2 separate regions of the Mus musculus genome follow, and region 1 is linked to region 2. Evidence: chromatin contacts called from public Hi-C data. All regions are on one chromosome and are shown on one strand. Each heading gives the region's core, a stretch centred on a gene start, on an enhancer-like site or on the middle of the called end of the contact. The rest is flanking DNA. Distances are from core to core; before and after follow the strand shown. Region 1 overlaps Gm46409 (a long non-coding RNA gene). Region 2 overlaps Fars2 (phenylalanine-tRNA synthetase 2 (mitochondrial)).

What was found. Hi-C and Micro-C count contacts between places; a contact is called where the count stands out from the background.
Region 1: a Hi-C map of liver shows a contact between it and region 2, with 4 times the contacts expected there. The contact joins two enhancer-like sites. A contact is called at or near these places in 4 of 484 Hi-C or Micro-C datasets (all in liver) and 4 of 115 datasets of contacts at active chromatin or transcription factors (embryonic stem cells, hepatocytes and liver).

The regions. Positions count from the first base shown.
Region 1 is chr13:36,618,167-36,625,599 of GRCm38.p6, forward strand. The region is part of intron 1 of Gm46409 (a long non-coding RNA gene); the gene reads left to right. Among named protein-coding and RNA genes, the nearest start is that of Gm46409, 9.0 kb to the left of the region's middle. Within about 2 kb of position 3,020, at least 13 of the 459 cell types and tissues checked have an H3K27ac peak or open chromatin away from gene starts, as enhancers often do. A contact at or near this core is called in hepatocytes and liver, where this site is marked.
Region 2 is chr13:36,464,459-36,471,967 of GRCm38.p6, forward strand. The region is part of intron 6 of Fars2 (phenylalanine-tRNA synthetase 2 (mitochondrial)); the gene reads left to right. Among named protein-coding and RNA genes, the nearest start is that of Gm46409, 140 kb to the right of the region's middle. Within about 2 kb of position 2,168, at least 9 of the 459 cell types and tissues checked have an H3K27ac peak or open chromatin away from gene starts, as enhancers often do. A contact at or near this core is called in hepatocytes and liver, where this site is marked.

The DNA of each region.
Region 1 (7,433 bases), core at 1,770-4,269, 150 kb after region 2:
CTCGGATATCACCATGACCTTAGGCAGTAGCACCAGCTATACATATAAACGTGGCCTTGGAGGTAACAAGGGTCACACATCAATTCTGCCTTCAGTGGTAATATGGACCAAAAACATTAACACAGTGGATTCAGGTAGCAGCACGGATCACAGACACTTCCCGGCCTTCAGGGGTAATGAAGACCGTGGAAGCCATCGTGGCCCCTGGCTGCAGTAGGGCCACTGACACCAACATGGCCTCAGATTATTTCATCGTTTTTTTTTTTTTTTTCTTCTTCTTTTGTTTTGAGAGAGGTCACAAATATGGGGGTTGACCTGGGAGGACTGGGAAGTGAATGTGATGGGGGGTTCACTATGTGAAATTTCCAAATAATCAATACAATTATTATGTTATTAAAAGAAGAAATTGTCTCAGAAAAAATTTAAATGTAAAAAAATTTAAAATATTATTTTAATTATGAGTACAGGTGTAATTATGTGTATGTTACCTATGTGTGGATGCCCCTGGGGTTACAGGCCTTTGACCCCCTGGGACTGGATTTACAGGTCATTGTGAGTCTCCCAAAGTGGTTGATGAGAACTGGATGAGGGTCCTTTTTGAGAGATGTGTGTGCTCTTAACCACTGAGCCATCTCTTCAGCCCCAGGGATGGCTTATTTTGCCTCAGAGTTGAAGGGTACAAATCTAGCATGGTAGAGAAGTCATGGTTGTAGCAGTATGAGGTTGCTGGACACATTGTGCTCAGAGTCAGGAAGCAGAAAGAGAGAGATGGAAGTGGGGACCCAGACCTTATTCCGTCTGGGACCCAGACCATGAAATGGTTGCTGCTCACATTTAAGGTGGGTCATCTCTGCTCTGTTAAACCTTTCTGTAAGGACCCCTCATAGACATACCCAAAGGTGTGTCTCTTAGGTGATTCTAAACTCCACTAAGTTCACAATCAAGACTGACTATCACTGTATCATAAATAATCTAGAGATGAACTGAAGTATATAAAAATATACCTATGGGTTATGCATAAACACTATGCTGCTTTATACAAGGGATATGAGAGCATCTTCCATTTTTGGTATGTGTTTTAGTGTTGCTATTGCTGTGAAGAGACATCATGACCACAGCAACTCTTATAAAGGAAAACATTGAATTGGGGCTGGCTTACAGGTTTAGCCCATTACCTTCATGGTGGGAAGCATGGTGGCACACAGGCAGACATGATGCTGGAGAAAGAGCCGAGAGTTCTACTTCTGGATAGGCAGGCAGCAGCAAGCTTAAGTTTCTGAAACCTCAATTCATTCCCCCAGTGACACACTTCCTCCAATAAGGCCACACCTACACCAGCAAGGCCATATGTCCTAATCCTTACAAATATTGCCACTCTCTATGAGCCAATGGGGATTTTTTTTCATTCAAACCACAGTACCCCAGAGATATCATAGAACCATTCTTTTACAGATAGTAGAAGAAAACTATACTACATGGTCATCCACATTATCCATGAAAATTGTTTATACCAGTTGATCAAGCCTATGCCTGGCCTTGGTCTCAGCTGACACATTTGCCACTGCCTCCACCCATGCTTTGAGATGTCAACAGACTTCAAACTTCATTTAGTAGCCCTTCAGTCACAAGGCAGATAACTAATATCAGGATTTTTCTCTGACTGTTTGGCTTTCTCCATAATAATGCAGCTTAATTAAGCTAGCCTCCCAAAGAGCTGCTCAGCTGAGACTGGCAGAGAGGATTTGAATTAATCTTTCTTCTCTTAGATGATCCCAAGTCAAACTCATTCATGCCCACACAGGGATGCGCTCTTCACCTGCATGATGGAATTAAAAGAAGAAATCCTCACTACATTTACTAGACCATGTGCGGATGCTCAAACTATGATGTGCCTCCAACTCTTCAATGCGGATCCCTGGGCACTGAGCTAGTTCTATTGAATTGCTATCTTAGGGATAGTGGACCTGATAGTCATGGTAATGAACACAGGACTGTATCATTTAATTGGATGGAAGAGATATCACTGGCACTTGGTTGGATGCCTGATCATATCTGAACTAGCTGAGGTCACAGTTGCATGCAGCCCTAGGTTCAAGCCCTGATTGTACCACTTTGAAGATGGCTGACCTTCCAAAAATTGTTTACGCCCTTTGGCTTCTTTTACGACATGGTCTCTGTAGCTTTAGCTGTCCTGGAACTTGTTCTGTAGACCAGACTGGCCTCAAAGTCAATGATCTGCCTGCCTGTGCTTTCTGGGATTAAAGGTGTGTACCACAACACCTGACTGGCTTTTATTTCTTATCAGTAAAATGCAACGGACAACACTATTCTGCCTTCATTACAGCTATTGCTGATAAGGTCATAGATGAGCATCTAAGCATCTGGCACACTTGCCTGATAAATGATGTTGCTGTACCTGCAGTTATTTTGTTATTCTAGAACTTCCATGATTCTTGATACAAGTAGCTCATATTTTTAGTCCTATTAGCACATGTTTTAATGGAACACCTTAGAACTGTGTAGTGTGTGTGCAGGCATGTATGTGTGTGTGTGTGTGTGTGTGTGTGTGTGTGTGTGTGTAAATGGGTGTGCATGTATAGGTGTTGAAAGACCCCCAAAGGGAGACCCCCACTCAAGTCTCTGGATAGCTGCGGACCCCCAGGAACTAACAAGAGATCAAGCTTGATTCAGATCACACGAGGCTTTATTCGGGGAAAGCCAGAGCTTTGGGGACGACTCGTATCTCACACAGGGGTAGAGGAGTCTACCCAGAAGTGAAATGGGGCCCTCCTTTTATGGGCCCTCAAGGGAGAAAGGAGGAGGGGGAAAGTAGGGGATTTCTAAATCACATGTCTTTAGATAAACAATTCCTAATTTAAGGTGATTTCACAAGAAATAGGTATGGGAGGGGTACAAGGAAGGAGTCGTGTGCAGGTGCAGGGGTGATGCAACTCTATTGGCTATCAGCTGATATGTGGGGCAACTCAGGATTGGCCTTATCTGAAGTTGCTGTGGAAATTTTCCGATTTCAGCCAAGCAAGCAGATTACAATCACTTGGCAGAGGGCTACAGTGGTTGGTAAATACACGGGTTAAAGGACGGTCAGAACATTGGCAAACACATGAGTTCTAAGAACGGTCAGAACTTTGTGCATAAACATTCTCTAAATCAATGGAGCAAGTTAAACTTTTACTTGTCAATAGTGAGGTCCATGCCGGTCTAGAGGCTTTCATGAATTTTCATTCTGTCAGGTTCTTTCAGTATGTGTATATGGGTATATGCATGTATGTATGTATGTATATTGTTGTGTGTATATATATATGTATGTGTGTATGTGTGTATATGTGTGTATGGGTACAAGTGTGAGTGGGTAGGTGAGTATGTGTGTGTGTATGGGTAGGTCTGAGTATGTGATAACACAACTACAAAGTATGTAGAGATACTAATGAACCATAACATGGGCATTCTTTCATGAAATTCTAGGGTGTTTAGCTATGGGTGTTATATTCTACTGTTGTGAGTGTATCCAGATGAATATAGCATACATATCTTGAAATATAGAAGAGACAAATCTATATCAAAAACTTGGATAAAATGTTACTCATTGCAAAAAATACCATGGCTTCTTTTAATGAGAAAAGTATCTATTGGTGTATAAAAGATCTAATTGCCTAGGTTTATTGAGATACTTCACCACAGCTACAATCTTGAGTCAACTTATGTGCATGTCAAATGTATGTATGGATAAAGAAAGTTACCAGAAACACACACACACACACACACACACACACACACACACACACACACACACACACACACACAGACATATTGAACCATTAAGAAGAATGACATCTTGTCATTTATAACAAAGTGGGTAGCCCAGAGGACGTTATGTTAAGTGAAATAAGCCAGACATAGAAAGACAAGTACAGCATGCTCTCTCATATGTCAATGTTAGAACTTAATAAGGATGAAATGAAATTAATAAGGATGGGAAAACATTGGGTGGAAAAAGGAAGATTGGATGCTTGTATGCATGTATGAAAATATTACACTGAACCTCATTAAGATGAACAATTACAAGTAAATGATAAAGATCCTTTAACATTTGGAAACAATTAAATAGAAATTTTATGGTATACAATCCTCAGCACAGTCGTGCCCATTATACTTTAAAGAGATGGAAATGATTTGCAAAGAGTTCAGAAGAGAACGAGGTTTTTATTGTTCTGGCAAGGCTAAGGTTGGTGTTTTTGGATTTACATCTTCTTTCAGGCCATGTTCCTTGCTGAGAATGCAAATGCCCTTCTTCTTCTTCTTCTCCTTCTCCTTCTCCTTCTCCTCCTCCTTCTTTTTCTTATTCTTCTTCTCTTCCTCCTCCTCCTCCTTTCCCCTCTTGTCTTCCTCTTCCTCCTCCTCCTCTTCCTCTTCCTCATCATTCTGGTTTCTATGTTCACATGTCAAAACCTTCTTAGGATTTTACTCCTCCATGGATTCTTCCCTGACTTCTCCCTGTCTCCCTTCTCCCAACTCCCATTCATTTGTGTGTGCATTAGGTATTCATGAAAAGCTTCATTAGAGCAATCCATTGAATGATCAGAGAGAAATCTTTGTTCCAGATGGATATGTTTGAGACTCCTTGAAGACTGTAGATGATTCCTGGGGTGATAAGAAAAGCCAGTGGAGTTTTGGAGACATACATTTAAAGAAGATAGGAAGAGTACCTACCTAGCAACAGCAGGGCTGGGGGTCAAAAAGAACTGCAGAATTCCCCACAGCCTTGATAGATCTGGGTCTTAGTGCCAGAAACCTGAAGGCACCATTAGATTCTGGATACAGGGAAAGCTGATGTGATCAGTCTGATGATTTTAGACAATGGATGTAAAATCAAAGATCACATGACCCTGTCACAGAAGTTATGGTCTAGAATAGGCACCCACATTAGTTCTTGTCATTACAAACAATCACGTACAGAATGGTTTAACATAACGTGCTTATCTCACTGTTTTAGCAAGCAGAGACCCAAAGCCAGCTTCACTGTCTAGAGGTGAGAGACAGACTATGCTTATTTATTTTGAAGGCTCCACCTGGCAGTCAGTTTCCCTATGTTCTCTAGCTCTACAAGCTGCTTGCAGCACTTGGCATGTGTCTCTTCCTCTGTCTTCAGAGGGTACCACTTCAGGCCCTGCCCCCAGTAGCACATCACTTTTCAGTGGCTCTGCTTTCATTGTGCCATCCCCATCCATGTGTAGGCCTCTTCTGGCTCTCTTTCATCAGGATTTTCCTGATGATTGCATTGGATGATCCAAGATCATTGCATCATCTCAAAATCCTTAATCCACTTGTTGTTGTCATTGTTGTTGTAATCTAGGATGCCTTTGAAGTATGGCAATCCTTCTGCCTCTGTCCCTCAAGTGCTAGGATTACAGGTGCAATCTACCTCAGGCCTCCAGGAACTTGTTACAGGATATTTGGTCCCATTGTGAACCCCAAGACTGTGAACTGAAAAAAATCTTGTGTAGCTCAGCCCTAGCACACACCTTTGCCTAAGAGCTTTCGTTTACTGTAAACAAGTAATTGTGGTGTGGCTCAGCTCTAGCATACACCTTTGACCCAAGAGCTTTCTGTAAACAAATAGAGTTAAGGGTAGGTCAAGAGGCTGAGGGAGCAGCCAGTTGACAGGGACTGAACAGAAGAAAACCCAGGAAAGAGAAAGGGAGTGAGTTTGAGTTGAAGTGCATTTAAGACAGTGTGGAGAAGCAGCTTTTCCTTCTGAGGAGTTGCTGGAGTAGGAAGGTCAGCTGTGTGCTTTCTCTGCTAGCAGGCTTTCACCACATTGTCTGCCTCCTGAATCTTCATTTGGTAAATCGACTGGTTGGGATTTTGTTTAAAAACAACAACAACAAAAACAAAACAAAACAAAACAAAACAAAAAAAACAGGAACATGTTGTGTGGACTAGGCTGGTCTCAAATTCAAAGTCTGATATGATTACAGATCTTCTTGCTTCTACACTCTGAGTGCTGGAATTGAAGGCATGGGTCACCTGGCTTAAATGAATATTTGATTGACCAATAGTGGTACTTTGAAGAAAAAATGAACAGTGGTTGTATTAATGGCAGAGAGAAACAAGATAGGAGGAGGTTGCTCATTGAGACACAAAAGATCTCTCAGCAGGGTGATACGAAAGCACAGATTCACTAGTATAAGAGAGGCAGGACAGCCAGGGCTATACAGAGAAACCCTGCCTCAAAAAACCAGAGAGAGAGAGAGAGAGAGAGAGAGAGAGAGAGAGAGAGAGAGAGAGAGAGAGAGAGAGAGAGAGAGAGAGAGAGAAACACATCAGAGAGAAGAACCTGCCACGGAGCTCTGAGACAGATCCAAAGGTGGAAAAAACTGAAAATATTTAAAGAACCAAAAAGTCTGATATGATTTCAAGGAGAGCAAGGGGAGTGGGGCTGGAGTAGGAGATTGCAGAAGTAAGAGAAAGAGAGGGGTTAGATCTAAAGGATAAATCTGGGACAAAAGCAGTTCTTAGGTTATAGGAGGCAGTCAACAAAAAAGTAGCCTCATTTTGTTTTATAGTTTTAAAAACGATACTGGGCAAGAATTAATGCAATTAAAAACAGAGAAAACAATACAAAGAATCAATGAATCTAAGAGCTGATTCTTTGAGAAAATAAGCAATATTGGCAGACGTTTTGTTTAATTAGCAATAAATAAATAAATAAAGAGAGGACTCAAATAAATAATAAAATGGAACAGAGAACCATTACAATAGACACTGAAGCAATTCGGAATTATAAGGGCATGCTTTAAAAGCTTCCCTGTTGAACTGGAAAACCTAATAGAAATGGATGAATCAAATCACCAACACTAAGCCAAGAAGAGGTCAACAACTTAAATAGACCCATAATGAACAAGAAGACTGAAAGAGTAATAAAAACCTTCAAATTCATAGAAGACCAGAAGACCAGGAAGTGGTATGCATTGACTCACAAAACCAGAGACAGGCACCATGCCAGTCATTTGAGCACAGTTTCGAGAAACTTAAGACCAAGGGGAAAAAGCTTATTTTGTACTCCTGTATTATCTCTTTTTCACATCCTTTTTTTCTTATACAGAGCCAAGTGCCTATCTAGTCTTCTAAAAAACATTGTTATTTTATTCATTTATTAAATTGAGTAAACCATATATCTCCATTATTTTCTCATGTTCCCTTCTTACTTCTGCTGATTTCCTTTCCTCTTCCTACCTAGTCGGGGTTCTACACTTATGGCTTATTTATGTTTGTTTATTTATTTATTTATTTATTTATTCATTTATCGATGAGCCACTGAATTTCATTAGGGTTTCTTATAGAAGGTCACTCCCCTAGGGACTGTTAACAGCCTATAGATCCTCAAGGATGTATACGACTCATGGGCTCTGTAC
Region 2 (7,509 bases), core at 918-3,417:
ATGGACTTAGTGTCCCATTTAATTTGGGGAATCGCAGTAGTTTATTCCTAAACATTAGTAGGGGAGTAATAAAATATTTTACTCTATAGTAGGTTATGGCAGGAGCTACATTATTCTCATACTATACTAATATATTGAATTTGCCAACTATGATTAAGTGGGGTATGATACATGTGTGCGTTCATATCCTTATATGTTGGTACTGATGTACAAACTGTCATAATTGGCCACATCACTGGCATTGTCACCAGACCACCAGATTGCCACCCATCTTCTCAAATCTAGAAGTTAGTCTCCTATTTCTATATTCCCCTTTCTGTCATGCATGCATGTGTACGTGTGTGTGTGTACGTGTGTGTGTGTGTGTGTGTGTGTGTGTGTGTGTGTGTGTTTCTGCCATCAAAAATGAATATCCTCACAAATGCAGGTTAATCAGCATTCTAGTTTGTCCCTATCTGCTGTTTTCTGTTAGGACTTATGCTAGAGAACTTATATTTCATCTGCTTTGCAAAATAAATATTAACACAGAGTTATAGTTGTGCTGTTTTGACATAGTAACATCTCATTACTTTACTCTTACCCATAGAAAACCATGCCTGACAGTTACCTTGCACAGTCTCTGGAAAGGTATTTTCTTTCCTTTTTTGTTTTTTGTCTTTTTTTTTGTTTGTTTTTGTTTGTTTGTTTGTTTTCGAGACAGAGTTTCTCTGTATAGTCCTGGCTGTCCTGGAACTCACTTTGTAGACCAGGCCTGCCTTGAACTCAGAAATCCTCCTGTCTCTGCCTCCCAAGTGCTGGGATTAAAGGCGTGCGCCACCACCGCCCGGCTTATTTTCTTTCCTTTATAGGAAGGATTCTGTGCCCTTCACCCTCAGTGCTGATTCTAGGCTGCTTGATGACTTGTGGGGTATCCACCACTTAACTCAGACAGAGCATGGGAGAGATGGAAGCCTGCTTCCCACAAAGTGAGCCTGAACTCGGTATTAATGGGCAGGATAGCTAATGTGTTTACACTGTCCCCATGGAAGTTTTGGAGCACCTAAGAAGATGATTTATCCTCACATGTTGCAAGGTAGTCATTCTCGAGTCAGCCTAGTATGAAAGTCCTTGTCTGTTGCTATGAGGTAAATCACCCCCACATTGGAGATCCCCAGTGCTGACTTCACTGTGCTCAAGATCCTTTTCTCAGTTGTGTAGTGTGAAGACTTCTCTGAAGAGATGTAGAGTCCAGGAGTGTTGATGGCCGGGCTACAATCAATTACGTGCCACCGGTGAACACCTAGGACACATGGGAATTGGACAGGAAAACACATAACCTCTCCTCAATGAGCCCAGTGTGTCTCACCCCAGAGTGCTCTGAGTTGGTAGAACCTTCATTTGCTGGTCAGTGGTTTCAAGAGAGGAAAGGGCACAGTGCTTGTGATCCAGCTTGGGTGGTCTCACTGCAGCTTTCTGCCCACTGTATTAGTGAGAACAGTCCTTGTGACCACCATTTTCCAGAAGGCAGGACAGCAGCCTGGACCTCTCAAAGGAGTGGTGACAAAGACCAGCTTCGCGAAAGCCTTAAAGAGACAGACGGACTACCACTCTGGTAGCAAGTAGCAAAGCTTTACTGAATTCTTTAGCTTATAAACATGGGGTATGGCTTTGCAATTTTTGCTCAAAAAATAACATTTTTACTTAGTTGCACCTGGCACACAATATTATCATTTTTGGAGTCATTTTCTCATAACGAGAGCGAACTTCAGAAGAAGAAACTGTATATCAGCAGACCCAAGGACATCCTCCTCTCCGGGTAAATATTAACTCTTGACTAGGAACAAGGAAAAACTCTGGCCCACAGAAAGTCATGTTAGGACATCCCTCCCTTTCAGGAGGGATGGCCCCTGAAAACTTTCCCCCAGTTAACTGCTCTGACCCTTTCAGGCCAGAACCAAAGGAAAGCCATTGTTCTCCTCAGGGTTGTTGAGTAAGATGTATAAGAAGAAAGTGAGGTAACCTGGAAGATATTGTGGTCACCATATTCTAGTTTTCTGTAGGAGATAAACAGGGTGGATGCCCAAGCTCAGTTGCATCCAAATATGGCCACGGTTCAGTAGCTAAGCCTGTAGCTGTGTTCGAGGGGTAAAGGTCAGTGGAGACGGAACAGTAGACCTGCATGCTAGTTTCCAGTGCCAGCGTTACCTAAATTGAAATTTAACCTACAAAGTAGCTGCCACTTTGGGTCAGTCACCTGAGAAGTGAGATGTCTTTTTATCTGAATAAGTATGTTTCTGTGGTTAAAGGCTATACAGAAGGCCACCCTTTCAGCTGTTGGCAAGGGCTTAAAGGGTTGATAATGCACTTGGCACTCCTTACCCTTGGCTGGACTGAGCCAACATCAAAACAGCTGAAGATCAAAAATATCTGAAGAGAAATTGCACCAAGCATGCGCAGAGTTTCCCTGTTGTTCTCTGTAAACAGTACAGTTCCCCTGCTACCTACATAGCACTTGCAGTGGTTGGTAGGTAATATAAGCCATCCAGACTTGAAGTATGTGAGAAGCTATGCATAGGTTCTATGCAAATACCATACCATTCTATATAGGAGACATAGCTATTTGTGTGTTTGGGTATCTAGGGGCAGAGTCACAGAAGCTCTCCATCGACACCAAGGGACTGTACCTCAGTGAGATCAGTGTGGAATAATGGAGGCTACTTACCTGTTTATTTATAGAAGTCAGGATCTATAGCAACCTTCTGAAAAGCAGTTTCATGATAATGTATATCAAAATTGAAAATACACCTACTCTTTGACTAGAGTTAATTTACTTTGATTTCTTTTGAAACAGGGTTTTCTCATGTCACCCAGATTAGCCTTGAAGTCAACATCCTCCTGTGCCGGCTTCTAGAGTATTGACATTACAGGCATGTGTCACCACGCCTGCTTCCCACTAATCTTAACACAGACCTTCAAAGGTGTGCTTGCAAACATTGATTACAGTGATATATACAATACCAGAATGGCTTGACAATGGGAGACTGAATAAATCATAGGGTGTTTATAGTGTGGGATCCTAGCAGTCAGTAAGATGCTTTCTCTATACCAACAAATGGGAAAGACAAATACATTGAAACAGACACAGTGGTCTATAGACTGTTATCAAATTTTGTGCTTGTCAGAACATAAACAAAATACACAAAGGATACGTTTAATAATTATCCCTAAAAATGAGAACTGTTTACAATTTAAATATTTTACTATTATGTGTTTACATTACAATGTATAAAAAGCACTCATTTTCAAAGGATGGAAGACATCATTTATGAGGACCCTGGGTGCAGGAAGCAGCCTGTATAAATGGATCACTGCATGCCAACAGACAGAATCCACTGACCATGGAAAACAGACAGTAGTGACTTAATACAGAAGAGAAAAAAAATATAGCAAAGCCAACTGGCTTTGATTACTTTTTCAGCCTAGAAGATATTAGAAAAACATAAGCATTTTGGCAGGATGTTTTGTGAGCTCTTGGTTTTCCTACTTACCTAAGTGAAGTTGGAAAATCACTCTACTACGTTCTTACAGGCTTTCTAACCACTGCAGATTTAAACACAGATAACAAGAGTGCCTAGCCAAAGTAAAGAGACATGATGGCTGAGTTGATAATGGATTAGAGGGAGTTTTGATTTTTTTTTTTAACCTGAGTTATAGGAGACATAAAAAGGATGGGAATAGAAGGAAGTAGAGGACATGGGGATGGCGTGAGAGATGGTGCCATGGCTAAGGGTGTTTGTTGCTGAGGCTGATCAGTGATCCAAGTTCAAGCTCTGAGACCCACATGGTGGAAAGGGAGAACTGACTTCACATTGTCCTCTGACTTCCACGTGAGCACAGGCACGATGAATAAATAAATATGATTTAAGAATTTGTTATGAGTGTGGAAGAAGTAAAGTCATTCTTTCACATTTCTTTGAGAAGGATTCCTAACTCAGCATTGCATAGGAATCTGGAAACAAAAAGACCTCTGGCTCCTTTGTTTTATCAAAGAGAAATTTGGATCCAGTTTATGAACTCCACTTAAGAACAGCAAGTGTTCCCTGCAGTCTCCTTCCCACTTCCGGACACTGTATGATACAACTCTGTTTTCCCAGAGCATTGTTCATTGCCCACTGGAGGCACGGGTCTGCCTTCAACAGAGATAAGCCCTGAAATAAGACCAGAACTGAAGATTCACCTTTGAAATGGCTTTAGTTGATTATTTTAGTACTTGGCTTAAAGAGAACCTGTTTTGCACTCATTTGCAAACTTCAAATATCTCATTTTAGGGTGTAGTTGAGCTGAGTGATATTAGAGCCCTCTGACCTGTCTGTGGTTTGGTGTGAAGTAAAAGGTCTGAAGAAAGTATCAAGCTATATTTTCAACTTAAAAGCACTTGCTTTTTTAATCAAAACTACCATCTGACAGTATTTGAATCTTAGCAGACTTGTGCTGTGCCAGTTAGGTAGGACTCTGCCTGTAGACAGTGGACTGATGTGGAGGGTGGAGGCAACAGCCACATAGAAAAGTTGTGGATACAGGGGACAAGAAAGAGAAGGACAGTACCATGGCCAAGAACACAGAGTTCGGAAGTATCTTACTGATGTGAAAAGCATCTGTAGTTTAACAGCCCTTTGGAAGCTTTGGCCTTGCCAGATTCCCCAAGGCCTGGAGGGGAGAGGGGTTGGGGATGGGGTTGGGGCACTGCCAGGATCTTCAATCACTTTCCCGTATAAGTGAATATCTGAGGACTAGGAGCCACAAATAATATCTTCTGAGATAAATACTGTATTTGTTTTTACTAATTAACTTTGAGAAGCTTCTTTGGATAGATGGATAGATAGATAGGTAGATAGGTAGATAGATAGATAGATAGATAGATAGATAGATAGATAGATAGATAGATAAGCAAAGTCATTGTCATTAAATTCCTTTCACTATGTTAGTGATCAGTGGCACATATTTAAGAGGCATTCAGATCTGAGAGACAGACAAATGTAAATGACCTCATTAAAACGTTCCATACTATAATAAGGTTGTCATGTGCAAGGTCCCCTTCTTTCTGGAAAGGGCCCCCTCTATCACCACAGCACCTGTTGTGCTAGACTGTGTCTCACAGGGATATTGTTTGCTTTCCCATATAGCCTCAGAAGAGAATTAATGTCTTCCTTCATGTTTCCATCCCTATTTGTTGTTAATTTTCTATAAGGCTTTTACAGTCACACCCTGCACAGTTGTTTTTCCATGTGAACATTAAGTAAGAATCAGGATATGAAGAGCTTATTGCAGAAGGCCCAGAAGGATTTGAAGGATTTGGTGGGCTCTGGCAGAAAAATGGCCTGCCAGCCTGTGACAAGTGTGCATTGTGACAGACCCAGTCCCAAGGGACAGGATCCATTCACTTTTCCAGATTACCTGGCCTGCAGAGTCAGAGTCCTTTGTGCTTTCTCTGCAGAGGCTGTTGGTCACAGGCAGAAAGCTGATATTAGTGATGTGCCTGGGAGCCACATTGTCATCTCTCCCTCAGGGCTGTCACCGTGCATTGCCTGTGAGCATCCTGGAGGTGTTGGGCATGTGCCTGTGATAAAAGCATGAATGTAAATAAGTCTGGCTGCACCTCTGGTTGGGCTTTCACTGGGAATAGAGATTCTGCATACATCTTTGGATGGGTGCAGAATTGTGGACTCTAGCAAAGCCTCAGAAGCTAGACACAGGCTGTCTAACAGTGTTCTCATGACACCAAAGACCCCAGGGTCTGTGGCACAACCCTTTTGGGTTTTTGTTTGTTTGTTTGTTGTTTTTATAATCTCTGGTTTAATCCCTAAAAGAAGGCCAGAGACAAAGGAGAACTAGTCATTAACATGAAATAAATAAAAGGCAGCATAAAGTGGGTAGCTCAAATCATGTAAATAAAAAGGCTCATTGGGATTCATTGTTCTCTACTACAAAGTTTTTATTATACTGCCCTTTAATGGGTTGTGGGTCTCCTCATTATCCACTTTTAGTAGTAACATGGTAAATGTATTAAAATAGACCCTGGGAGTAGTAATGTAGGTGGCAATAGATGGATGTCTTATCCAATACACATACAGCAGTCTGCATATATATGTGTGTTTTGTGCCATTTTCAGATTTATAGTGGCTATTTTCAAGCCAGTCTAGCCTTTCTCTGCCTTCTGCTTTATTGTACTGTTGCTCTTGACATAACTCCAGATTGGAATTTTGGTTAACATGTTATCTAAACATCGAAAGCTTTTGAAGGCCAGCGCTGTGGATGGTTTTTAAATGTTTCATTGAGAGCAAGCACATGAGCAAAACCAAAGTCAAACATCAGTAGCATTTTTCTCACTGTTAGCAGTTGTTTTGTGCTTTTTGACTGAAAGTGAAAAGTGTATACTCAGCCAGATGGTAATCCTTTGCTGTTTTGTTTTGTTTTTGTAAAACAAACAAACAAACAAGCAAACCTTGGAAGGGGCAGTGACTACAGAGGTAGTAATGTCATCTCTGACCCGCCCTAGTTAATGAGAGTGAACTAAAAACTAAACCTCTGTCCTTCCCTCACTGGGCTCTAATGCTGGAGTCTAACTCTGACCCAGGGCCTTGAGCGTGGCAGGAAGTGTCCCCTGCTGAGCTGCATGCCACCCACTGCTGCTTTTGCTGTTGTCTGTCTATAGTGGTGTAGCTTCTTGCCTTCGAAAGGACTAAATAAAATGTGCCTTTAGTCTATGATTGTGGGAATCATTTTTAAATGGACTCTAAACATCAGTGTGTTTGGAATTGATGAAAAAAGACAATTCATTAGTGGACTGACATAGGTCAATAAGTACAGGAGAATTTTAGAAGCTAAGGAAATTGGGCCAGACTGCCCCTTGTACCATATTTGGGAAGTTGTCACTTAGGTAAAAATACTCAGTCTGACATCAAAAAGCAATACCAGGCACATATAGCTTGTCTGAGGTTGGTTTGTTTAGGTTTCATGATTAATTAAGATTTTTTTTTTTTTGGTAGATTTGCTTTGAGTTTCTCTTCTCCATGCACTGCCAGGTTCCCACGCATACTAACCTGACGGTGTGAAGGGGCCCAGGATAGAGGACCCTGGACAGGTCTAGGGTACATCAGCAGCTCAGAAATGACCAACTAAACATGCCTTTCTGTAAACTCTGAGCTGCTACTCATCTCCCAGTCTCCCTTGGGTACAGCGGGAAAATCCCCCATGATAGAACTTTAGTAGGGCTCCTACACACTCTGGCTTTGCTTTAAAGACATTGGCTTTTCTGCAACCCTGTTGCTTCAAAAGAAAATCAGTTCTGCTCACACTTAAACATTTCCACAAGCAAGATTTCATGAAAGTTAAGTATTTTCTTTCAAATTCCTATCAAATAAAATGGAGTTAGTTGTCAAAACCTGACACTTGTGGAGTCCATTGGGTTTTGTGTCATGACACTGTCATTACATCAATGATAAGCTTCACAGAGTGCCATGGTTTTGAATC